2 separate regions of the Hordeum vulgare genome follow, and region 2 is linked to region 1. The links are chromatin contacts, called in public Hi-C maps. All regions are on one chromosome and are shown on one strand. The core of a region is the stretch at or near the end of the contact, and the rest is flanking DNA. Distances in the headings are between cores, read along the strand shown. Region 1 has its middle 150 kb from the start of LOC123439756. Region 2 has its middle 6.1 kb from the start of LOC123439756.

Evidence for each region. Hi-C and Micro-C count contacts between places; a contact is called where the count stands out from the background.
Region 2: a contact with region 1 is called in a Hi-C map of seedling, with 4 times the contacts expected there. The contact joins two enhancer-like sites. A contact is called at or near these places in 2 of 6 Hi-C or Micro-C datasets (leaf and seedling) and 1 of 1 datasets of contacts at active chromatin or transcription factors (embryo).

What each region holds. Positions count from the first base shown.
Region 1 is chr3H:173,220,589-173,223,205 of MorexV3_pseudomolecules_assembly, reverse strand. No RefSeq gene overlaps it. Among protein-coding and RNA genes, the nearest start is that of LOC123439756, 150 kb to the left of the region's middle. Within about 2 kb of position 1,320, at least 3 of the 3 cell types and tissues checked have open chromatin away from gene starts, as enhancers often do. A contact at or near this core is called in leaf and seedling, where this site is marked.
Region 2 is chr3H:173,369,160-173,371,776 of MorexV3_pseudomolecules_assembly, reverse strand. No RefSeq gene overlaps it. Among protein-coding and RNA genes, the nearest start is that of LOC123439756, 6.1 kb to the left of the region's middle. Within about 2 kb of position 1,311, at least 3 of the 3 cell types and tissues checked have open chromatin away from gene starts, as enhancers often do. A contact at or near this core is called in leaf and seedling, where this site is marked.

The DNA.
Region 1 (2,617 bases), core at 71-2,570:
TAAAGCCACAACTACAGCCGGAAGCCCCTAAATTGGAGCTTTTGGCTTCGAAGCCGGAAGCTGGCTCGAAGCCCAACCAAACACCCTCTAAGACGGATACGAGGGCTGGTAGATGCTTCTATATTAGATGCTTTTATATTTATAGAAACAGAGGGAGTATGATCTACTCCCTCCGTTCCTAAATATAAGTCTTTTAGGGTGTGTTTGGTTGGAGGGATATCCTCTTAGGGACAGGGATAGCCTTTTTTTCGGTGGCTGCCACCCGTTTGGTTCTGGGGCAAAGGAGGATAGAGGCAACCAGATACCCCGAATATTCCTCAAAAACAAGGATGGGGAGACCCGCGAAAAACGAGCGGGTGGTGGCAACCACCCCGCACACTTTGTTTCTCTCCTCTGGATCCCGAGCTCGAGCGAGGATGCGGCGGCAGGAGGGCGGCGCGGCCGGGGCGATCGGCGCAGCAGGCGCAGCAGGAGGGCGAGGCGGCCGGGGCGGCAGGCGCAGCAGGAGGGCGGGGCGGCTGGGGCGGCCGGCGTAGCAGGCGCAGCAGGAGGGCGGCGCGGCTGGGGCGGCCGGCGCAGCAGGAGGGCGGCGCGGCTGGGGCGACCGGCGCAGCAGGAGGGCGGCACGGCGGCAGGAGGCCGGCGCGGCTGGATTCCACCCTCCCAACCAAACAAAAAATGGGGTAACCCCACGCTCCCAACCAAACAAAAAAAAGGCTATCCCCAGCCACCTGGTTGGGGATACCCACAACCATCCTAAACTATCCCTCCAACCAAACACACCCTTAAGATATTTCACTAAGAGTCTACATACGAAGCAAAATAAATGAATATACACTTTAAAGTATGTTTATATACATCTGTATGTAGTCCACTAGTGAAACCTTTTTAAAGAATTATATTTAAGAACGGAACGTTGTTGCGTGAATATGCATGCATATGCATTTGGAGACGAACAAATAGGGGTTACTCGTTGCGTAGACAAACGAAGAGTCTCAACCGTCGTGTGGCCCAAATTAACCGGCCCGACCGAAGATGCTCTAAGCACATTGTACGAAAATGTTGCTATACTACTACTAGTTTTTTTTCAACAACATCCTTATGGACGATTCGGTTGGAGCATAGGTGGCTTTTGTTTTGCCGATTAATAACAAAGGAAAAAGAAGAAATGAAGAGATAGATGGAGTAATTAGGTGATTCCTGTGAGGCGGCCACTTGCAAGCGACATGAACTGGCCATTAATCCGGTGGCCCTGGCCCGGTTGCCCATTCCACAAGGATAAGAAAATGATGACACGCATCACAGGTGGAGCCATTAATTCCAGAAGAGAGTACCCCTGCCGTGCTGCGCTTGATGAGGTGTTGTCTCGCTCAGGCTCACCGCAGGTGACTGTACCTTGCTACTGCCGCAGCGATTGTCGGACGTCTAAAAAGAATATCTCTTTTTCTCTCACACACACAAAGATTAAAGTTTTTCCTCGCCGCGAAAAAGAAAAAGAAAATGGTGGCCGGCGGCGACCTGGCGTGCTCCGTTCAAACGCAACCCCAGCAAGCATCGGCTAGCTCCCACGAGCGCCACCATCACCACCACTACTAGTAGTAGTACTCCGGTCGTGTCGTGTCGATCGCTCCATCTCCCGTCCACGTCCCGGCAACCCCCCCAAGCAAATCAAAACAATAATGAATAAAGCCATTTGTTTTCTCTCTCTCCCTCTCTCTCTCTTCCTAACCACGAACCGGCTTACACCAACCGGGCGATTTATCCCCCGACTTCTCGCGGTCTGTTTGGAAGAGAAGAGGAAAGCTTCTCGCCATCTCGCCTGCCCGTGCGTGTCCCCTCGACCGTGAGTTTTTTTTCTCCGCTTTCTGGAGAGATCTAGACCCAACCACCCGTGCCGCGGGCACCTGGGCCCACCCCGACGCTCCCTCCCCTGGAGAAGAGAAAAAGAAGCGAGGCGCGGGGCGAGACGACGAGACCCGTCGCTTTCTCTCGCCGCGTAACGAGCGGACTAGCACTGGTCACACGTTCGGCTCGGGTGGGGGTACGTTCGGGGCGCGATATTCTCGCGCGCGCGCACGGCCGCGAGAAGGCGCGCGAGAGAGTGGTGGGTGGGTGGGTGAGGAGGTGGAGGTGGAGGGGGCATCCTTTCTTTCTTCCTTGTGCGGTCTCGGGCATGGGAGGGCCGCGTCCTTGTCCACGACGCGCTCTGCGTGTCGGCTAGTGTGCTCGCCGCTTTGGTTCTTTTCCGGCTCGTGACTTTTCTTCCACATGCTCGCGTCTGGCTCTTGCCCACCCGCGGCACACGGGGAGGATGACCGAGCGGCGCCTTCGGTTGCACCGCCGCGGCCAGAAAAAGGGCTTGCTTCCCTTCGTATGTGTTTGTTCGCGTTAATCAATCCAAGAATCTTTATTCGACCTCGGACTTGATAAGCTGGGTCCAGTCCGAACTTCCAAATCGAGCCTTCAAATGTGACGTGTCCGTGAACATTGACCAGTCGAATTGTAAATTTATCTGCTCACAACCAAACATTTTAAATATGACATCATAAATTCATACAAACTCACACAACTAGCCCTCGGCGTTCAGGTAATATGGTTTGATAAATAAGGTAATTTG
Region 2 (2,617 bases), core at 62-2,561, 150 kb before region 1:
CATCCTGCACGCTTGGAGAAGACACAACGCTCCTGTTTGGCCCAACCATGTTCGTGCAGTCTTTATTTTTCGTTTTCCTGTACCATCTTTATTTTTTGACTTTAAATAATTGATAATTCCAAAAAGTTCAAGAAAATAAAGAAAATGAAAATTTTGAAATAAACTGTTCAACAATGCATAAATGTTTGTGGGTTCAGAAAATGTTTGCTATTTTTCGAAAATGTTCGCATATTCAAGAAAAAGTTCACAATTTTGAAAACAAATATTTAAGAAGTCAAAAAAGGTTTATGATTTTTATAAAAGTTTAGGTATTAAAAATGTCAATTCCGGGCGGCCTTTTTATTTTTGGAAAAAAGTTCAGGTATTTTCGTTTTCTATTTTTACTACTTTTTAGTTTCGTTTTTTACTACTGTAAATAATTTGATAATTCAACTAAGTTCTGAAGAAAGAGAATTTCGAAATAAAATATTCAACAACTCATAAATGCTTGTGGGTACAGAAAATGTTCTCTATTTAAAAAAAAATACTTGCATGTTTAGAAAAACTTCCAAATTTTAAGAAATAAATATTTAAAATGTTTTATGATTTTTGTAAAGTTCGGGTATTAAAAAATATTAATGAAATTGAACAAAATTTTGCCAATTCAAAAAATGTTCATGAATTTAATTTTTTCTAAAAATAAAAAAAATCATTTGTGACTTATAAAATAAGTTGTTCATTCATAAAATCTTTACTGAGTCAAAAAATGATCATGCATTTCAAACAAAATCGAGAATTTTAAAAATTGTCTGCCGGTTATAGAAATGTTCGCCGATTCAACAAAAAATGGTTTAAGAAATGTTCACAACTAAAAAAATGTTTGCAAATAGTATAAAATGTTCACCATTCCAAAAAAAATTCGAAAATCTGTAAAAATGTTAACCAATTTGAAAAAAAAATCATGATTTCAAATATGTTAATGAGTTATTTTTTTCATGATTCTAAAAATTGTTCATGATTTTATAAAAATAAAAGTGATATTGTATCTCGATGATGCAGTAAAATATGGTCTTGGTCAATGAAAAGTATAAATATATATTTTCTTTTAATATAACGCGTGGACGGTTTTGCTAGTATTTATAAAAAATCAAATGATGTTTGCCCGTGATGAATTGAACCGCACTCCCTTCCCTTCCCGTATAAATAATCTTGCAGCGGCCGATCGGCCGTCGCTGTCGGCCGTTTCCGGCGTGGATCCGCGGGAGGAGTCCCGATCGGTCCGACCTCTCTATCCCAACGTTAATGATGCCCGAATACTAGTCGCAAAATTAACCTGATCTGACCTGACCACGCATGCATGCCGCGTGCTGGCTGGCTGGCATAGCCGATGGGTATCGCCATCGGGGCCGGTGATTGGTCCACGCATCTCGCTATCGCCAAGCCAGAGGATGGACACCGGTGGTCAGCAATTGCCACGGGCACAACAGCGCTTTGTAAAAATATTTGTGCTGTACGTATATAGTTACAATTTTGGTCCTCAGGCGCCGGCGGTAAGATCTCGTCGTCGACCGCCAGCTTGATGATCAACCAGGGGACGACAACCATACACACACAGACGCACATGGTGGCCTACGTCACCACAAAGCTGCTGCTAGCTAGCCGACGGGACGGTCAAATGTGCCAGCCTGCCTGCAGTCATAGCTTAGCCCAGCTATGACTGCTAGTACTAGTATTGAACGATTAAAATATTTTCTTACATACAATTACTCCCTTCGTTTTTAAATATAAGTTTAAAAAAAAATCCACTACGAAACTACATACGAATATATATAGACATCTTTTAAAGTATAGATTAACTCATTTTGCTCCGTATGTACTCACTTAGTGAAATATCTTAAAAAACTTATATTTAGAAACGGGGGGAGTACATCACACTAAAATCAAAAAAAGTATTACTAATTTCAGTACCTAGGGCCTCTTTGAGTCGTACGAAGTACATCACACTAAAGTAGTACTACACCTAGGGCCTCTTTGATTCGCAGGAATAAAAAATATTAGAATAGGATGACATGTCCTATAGTACCTTTCAAGGTTTGAAAGGATGTTTGATAGCCCAGAAAAAACAAAGGAATTCTAGAAAAGGTTTGAGTGGATGGAAATTTTCAGATCATATATAAAAATTCCTAAGGCCTTGTTTGGTGTAGATGGATTTCCAGCCCCAAAGGGGATGTGGATTTCACAGGATTGGGTGAATCCCTCTGTCGGTGCACTGAAGACTAGGGTCTCGAGTACCCCAGACTCGTGCGCGGACACCGGCAGCCCTCACAGCGGCAAGGCACGATGTGGGACTCAGAGGGAGACAAGTCCAAGTCACACCAAGAACAAACCACGAGACCCCGGCAAGCACCCCCTTGCCGGGAAGGAAGACACGGCCCCGACATGAAGCCCCTGCCGGGAAGATAGACAAGGCCCACGCAGGCACCCCCTTGTCAGGAAGGAAGACAAGGTCCCGGCAAGCATTCCTTGCCGGGAAGAACAGACGAGGCCCCGACGAGGTGCAGGCCCGGCATGACCCTTCGCCCGGCAAGCACCTCCCCCGGCAAGAACACCACCGACACCTGATGTGCCAGCGCATCCA